Regions from separate parts of the Astyanax mexicanus genome. Here region 2 is linked to region 1. A link is a contact called in public Hi-C data. All regions are on one chromosome and are shown on one strand. Each heading gives the region's core, a stretch centred on a gene start, on an enhancer-like site or on the middle of the called end of the contact. The rest is flanking DNA. Distances are from core to core; before and after follow the strand shown.

What was found. A called contact is a pair of places that touch in the nucleus more often than the background predicts.
Region 2: a contact with region 1 is called in a Hi-C map of muscle, with 9 times the contacts expected there. The contact joins the promoter of sh3pxd2b here to the promoter of stk10 in region 1. A contact is called at or near these places in 2 of 3 Hi-C or Micro-C datasets (both in muscle).

The regions. Positions count from the first base shown.
Region 1 is chr17:45,664,089-45,667,466 of AstMex3_surface, reverse strand. It overlaps stk10 (serine/threonine kinase 10), which reads right to left and starts at 1,739. Exons shown (of 19, transcript XM_022676618.2): 1 at 1,302-1,739. The coding sequence starts at 1,454. zmp:0000001268 (CYTL1 domain-containing protein) reads right to left here. Exons shown (of 4, transcript XM_007252796.4): 4 at 2,992-3,316. The coding sequence ends at 3,263.
Region 2 is chr17:45,794,817-45,798,194 of AstMex3_surface, reverse strand. sh3pxd2b (SH3 and PX domains 2B) reads left to right here and starts at 1,555. Exons shown (of 13, transcript XM_022676622.2): 1 at 1,555-1,883. The coding sequence starts at 1,812.

The sequences.
Region 1 (3,378 bases), core at 490-2,989:
TGTGGAGCACCAAGAAAACAAAAAAGTAGTAGGGCTGGTTCTGGCCTTACTCTCATTCACTAAGAATGAACAAGTTTTATAAATTACAAATGTATTATTAGTCGCTGCACCTAAACTGGTTTAATAAACTGTAAATTTTACAAAAAGCTTAACTTACTCCATTTAATTAAGTAACTTCTGAATTCTTTCTATGAAATACTACAGCTTCTGACTGTCAGCACCTGAAACAACAATAAGCAAAGGTGGATATACTGTATATAAAGTTTACAAAAGCTTCAATTTGTACAATTTAGTTAATAGAGTCTTGAGATATATAAATTATTCAACAAACTTCCAGCAGCCCAATGGTAAGAACCACCCAGTTTCAATGAATCAAGTGTAGACGAGCTGATTATAGTGTTAAAATTGTAAAGTTATAACTGTAAACTCTACAGAATGCCCAATCAAGGCTGGGTCATAGGTGTATCTTGTGTCAAACCAACCCAATGGTAAAAAACATCCAGTTTCAGACAGACACTGCTATACAGTACTGCCAATAAAACTGTTAATAGTATAAAAGGTTTAAAGCTCACGGTCCCTGAGATTAAACTGGATTTACAATCTGTAAAGTTTACAAAAACTTCAATTTGTCCAATTTAGTTAATAGAGTCTTGATATATGTAAAATACTCAACAAACTTCAAGCAGCCCAATAGAGAAAAAACACCCAATTTCAGTCAGTGCCTCACTGTAGAGTCTGAAAAACCAACAAGCAAATGTAGATGAGCATATAAATGTAAAGTCTACAGAATGAGTAAAGTCTGCAATATATCCCCTGTCAAATCAACCCAATGGTGAAAAACACCCAACACTGTACTGCCAAACCAACTGGTCAAAATATAAAAAGGTGTGAAGCTCACAGTCAATGAGATTAAACTGGATTTCTAAACTGTAAAGTTTACAAAAAGCTCCTTTTAGTCCATTTCATTAAGCAACTTTACAAACACCCTATTTCCCAGTTTCTGAAAGTCAATACACTTTTATAGTGCCTTAAAAACAACAAGCAAATGTGTATAAATTGTTTATAGTGTTAACGATGTGAAACTCTTAGTAACTGATATTTACAAACTGTAAAGTTTAAATAAACCTGTAAATAAAGCTTCTTTCCACTCCAAAAAGTCCAATAGTGGGAAGCACCCAGTTTCAAACAGTCAGCTCTTCAGAGCAGAGCCTGAAAAACCAACCAGTAAAAGTAGCTGGACTGGTTCTGCTGTTAAACACAGGAATCAGTGATTTAAATACAGGAAACTGAGAGAAACTCACCTTATAAACTTTCCCAAAAGCTCCATCCCCCAGCTCTCCTACTATCTCCCACTGATCACCGGGGTTCACATCCCTGTGAACGTGTTCATACTGCTTCACTCTCTTCTTATCCAGAGTGGGGAGACGAAAAATCCGGCCGAATATTGAAGCCATGGTGAATAAAGCAGAATTAACCTGAATAAAACTCAATAAAACTCTGTATAACTCTGTTAAACTGAGTCTCAGAGTTCTCCGGCGGAGTTTACTGGGGTATAAGTGAACTCCAAAAGCTCAAACTCTCCCAAAACTCCCTCCTACTCCATCCTCACAGCTCAAAAACCACAAAAACTAAAACATTAAAACTCCTAAATCTGTAGAAACTAAAGAACAGGATCTGAACGCGAACATCTCGCCGCTCGCGCGCACCGAGTGGCGCCCACCTGCAGCTCTCACACACTCAAACCGCAGCGGCTCCGATCCGCAGAGAATCGGTTCTCTTGATCCGGTTCTTTTCTACGATTCAGACGAACCGATTCATAGGTTCAAAAGAATCGAATATTACTGAACTGAGTCAGCTGAGAAGAAATATTTATACTTACGTCATTTTAAGAACGAACGTCATATTGTACCTTTTTCTTGGCGCAAGATGGTTCAGTTTCTAAAGCAACGCTATAATATAAATATAAGTTAAATATATTAAAATAGTATATTAAAAAATATCAAATATGCCTTTAAAAATTAAGTGTTTTTGTGTATGTTTTATGTTTGTGTTCTTTGTTTATCGTGTTTCCTCCTTTTTGTATTTTTGAGGTAGAGTTACAGATATACAGTGAATAGTGAATATTTGAGTAATGTTCTAATCCAGGTTATGAGAAACAAGAACTACTCAACTAAACACAGAAAAAAAGTCAGTAAATCCAAAACGTTTAAAGAACTTTGGTATAATGTTGAATAAAGGTTGTAATGCAACCAAAACTTTACTCAATGATATTTAATATTTCCTGATAGCAGGAGATATTTTTAATCTATTTAATTAATTCACTGAGAAGAACTGTGACTTCATAAAACTCTGTGATCAGATCCACCCAGAAACAGAACGATTCAAAAGAATCAGTTCACTAAACTGAACTGAACTCCTGTGCGAGCTAGAACGCACGCCTGTCACCTAGGCCACGCCCCCAACACGGCGAGGCATCATGGGATTTGTAGTTTGTTTATTTTTTCAAACAGTTTAACCTTCTTTACCAGCTTTTAGGCACATAAAGCCTTTTGTGATGCTTTAATACTCTTTACAGTTTAACACTTTTAATATGATTTGAACTCCTTAATGTCCTTATTGCAAGAATATGAAATATAACTAAACACAACCGAAATTTATTTTAAAATACAAAAAAAGAGGAGAGAAAAGCTCAAAAACAACAATTACATATTGTAACTCATTGTGACTCAAAACTAAATAAAACAATAAATAAATAAAAATAAAAAAAGATTAATAAAGCAAGTTAGAGCACTATATCTGCACAATGCCTCCATCTAGTGTTTATATAGGGTAAAGACATAAACTGAGAAGCAGTGAAAGAAGAAAAGAGAGACTGAAATAGATACAGAAAATATTAATAAATAAATAAATAAATAAATAAACAAATAAATGCTAAGGAGTCGTTGTGATGCAATCAAAATTTATTTGCTGTAATATTTGATAAATGAGATTATGAAAACACTGAACAACAAAGGTTTAAAAATATATAATATAATATAATATTATATAATATTTTTATATATTTGTTTATAAGATTGAAGCTCAGAAACAAGTTTACGTGAAAGAACGTATACATAGAACATACTCACATAAAAGAACAAAAACATTAGTATTTAGAATAAAGACATACAGCAAAAGTTTAGAACTATAATAAAACTTCATATATAGTCATAAAGTGATGTACTGAATGAGCTGGGTATAAACTCCTTAATTTTGCTTCTTCTTAGTATCTTCTGCCTCGCAGTACAGCACAGTCATCATAGGTGAAGGCCAGTTCCTAAAACACACACACACACACACACACACACACAAGTTAACACAGAATGCAATGAAACTCCA
Region 2 (3,378 bases), core at 306-2,805, 130 kb before region 1:
GCAGTGGTTTATAGTTCTGTGAAAACATGTTTCCCAATCTATTTTTGTTTCCGCACTAACTGGTTTCAGATCCTCATGCTCAGCATTGCAACAGCGATATTATGAATAAATCACTTCTTCTAAAGTTAAAACCATATTGTGCCACCTTTAGCAACAGCAGCAGCAGCAGCAGCAGCAGCAGCAGCAGCAGCGTTTAAACAGTTAAATTAACTTGGTATTAGAAACGGGTTTTTTTACTTTATTTGTTGGCTGCAGTAATTTTTAACAAAAAAGCGCACCTTTTAACAAAAATAAATAAATAAATAAAAAAAAAATATATATATATATATATATATATATATATATATATATATATATATAATTAGCAAAAAAAAAAGAACTGACTTTTTTGGAGTTTTTTTTGTCGTCATATAAAAAAACGCACCTTTTAAACAAAAAAAAACATTTGTGTTTTTATTAGTTCTTTCATAACAGTTTTATATTCGAGTCAAGAATATTTAATAGTAACATAATTAGCAAAAAAAAGGACTTACTTTTTTGGTTTTTTTTTTGTCGTCATTTTTAACATAAAACGCACCTTTTTATCAAAAAAAACATTTGTGTTTTTATTAATTATTTTATAACAGTTTTATCTTCGAGTCAAGAACATTTTATAGTAACATAATTAGCAAAAAAAAGCACTGTTTTTTTTTTTTTTGTGGTCCGCGGTAACTTTTAACATAAAAACGCACATTTTTAACAAAAAAAAAACATTATTGATTTTATTAGGTTTTTTTATAACATTTAATAGTAACATAATTAGTCCTTTTTTTTTTTTTGGTGGTCGCGGTCATTTTTAACAAAAAAAATCGCACCCCGCCGTCTCTGGATTTTCAAACAAGCCCAATTTAAAGGGAAAACCTGCGCGAACCTGGCAACCCTGCTGGGAGCGGCTTCAGCCATTCGTATTTTTATTCTCACCTGTTTTCAGGCAAGCCCCTCCCTCCTTTGCTGGGATTGGCTAAGAGTCAATTCCTTTGCAGACTAGCTAATCACAGCATTCGGTATTAGATTATCAGCCAATTGTTTCTTAGGTGGGCGGGGTTTAAATGAAAATGGGTGTGAAAAGAAAGCTGAATCACAGCAGTGAAGGTGAGATTGGAGATTTCTGATGGGAGCGGCTGCAGCCATTCTTATTTTTCCTCTCACCCGTTTTCAGGCAACACCCTCCCTTCTTCGCTGGGATTGGCTAAGAGTGAATTATTTTACAGAATAGCTAATCACATCTTTAGGTATGAGATTTCCAGCCAATTGACTCTCGGGTGGGCGGGGTTTAACGAAAAATAGGTGGAAAAAGACAGAGCCAAAAGACAGCTGAATCATAGCTCACAGCAGTGGAGGTGTGTTTTCAGCCAATTGACTCTCTGATAGGCGGGGTTTAACGGAAAATAGGTGGGGAAAAGACAGCAGAATCGTAGAATCATAGCAGTGGAGGTGAGATTTCCAGCCAATAGCAGCACTTGTGGGCGGGGCCTTCCTGAAAACAGGTGGGTAAAGGCAGGCTGGCAGCAGCAGCAGCAGTAAACAGGGGAACAGCAGAGAGCTTCTCCTGCAGGAAACTGGACTACGTGGACTATTCCAGCAGCCATTCTCCAGCTCTTCTGCTCTTCTTCAGCTCTTCTCCAGCTCTTCTCAAGCTCTTCTCCAGCCTAAAACAGATGCCACACATTAACCCAGCAGCTCCCAGTCAGCTCTGAGCCTTTCCTTCCCCCAGTTCAGTCCTTTTTACTGGGAACTTTCCTCAGAGAGGAGAAGAGAGAGGAGGAGGCAACATGCCACGAAGGACTGTTCAAGATGTAACAGTTCAAGATGTGCAGAAGAGGAGAAATCCCAGCAAACATTATGTGAGTTTATGCCTTTTTTACTCTGTGTCCTTTTAGAAAATGTCATTGTTCTACGTACTTTGCTCCTTTTTCTTTAGTTTCCAGAAGTTTGCTGGAGGGTTTTTCAGCTGAGCTGCTGGAACAAAGAGAGAGAGAGGGGCTGAGAAAAATGAACTCAGGCAGGATCAGGTTACACTGACCCACAGAGCAGAAGACTTAAAACTGTGGCTTTCAGCCACTTAAATATGTGAATTGAACAGTTTTCTCTGTTTGTTTTAGTTTATTTTAGTATAATAGAAGTGTTTAAACACATTTCACCTCATTTTAATACGCTTGTGTCTGATAAAAGACATAAAAGAGAAGATTTAGCAAAGAGAAAGTATTTCCCAAGAGAAGATCCCCATCTCCATCTTTATTCAGGCCAACTTTACGGTAGCATTAATATATAATATAACTTATACTCTGTACTAGAATACCTATGAAGACACCTAAATCAATGTCACAACATTTTCCAACATTTTCCAACATTTTACTACACTTTATTAAGTTGCGACTGAAAAAAGGCAACAAAGAATAAAGTTAATTTAATATAACGTCTGTTATGTACTAAAATACTTATGAATCAACCTAAACAAGTATCACAACACCACATTTTACCACATTTAATTACACTTGCAACTGATAAAAGACATAAAAGAGAAGATTTAGCAAAGAGAAAATCTACATTTTTATTTAGGCCAAATTTACAGTAGGAATAATATAATATAACTTATACTCTGTACTAGAATACCCATGAAAAGACCTAAATCAATGTCTCAACACAACATTTCCCCACGTTTTACCACACTAAATTACGCCTTACGACTGATAAAAGACATAACAGAGAAGCTTTAGCAAATAGAAAGTATTTCCCAAGAGAAAATCTCCATCTTTATTTCTACTGTCAGCTTTACAGTATCATTAATATAGTATTTAACTTATATTCTGTACTATCATACACATAAAGAGACCCAAATTAATGTCACAACACAATATATCCCCACATTTTACCCCACTGCAGTAAGTTGTGACTAATAAAAGGCAACACAGAAGAATCAGAAGAATCTCCTGAAAAGTCCTCTACTCTCTTAATCTTGTGTATTTAGTTAGGTCAGCTTTACTGTAGCGTTAATATAATATAACTTATATTATGTACTATTAATCTGTGCCTATGAAAAGCTTTACTGGCATTCTACAAAAGAAAAATGGACAGTTATATCAGTATCACAACACATTTTACCACATTTTATTAGACCAACATTTAATATATATATATATATATTATCTGTACATATATAAAAAATGTACAGAGTAGAGTATAAGTTTAGATATTCATGTAACATTTATATACCTTGCAATTTAGCAGTTTAAATAAAACAATACATTTATTGTTAAAAAAATGAGCTCAAATCAATGCATTTTAAAGTAGGCCTGTTCTAATAGTGTGACGAAGTTTTCTTTTATTTTGTATGATCGT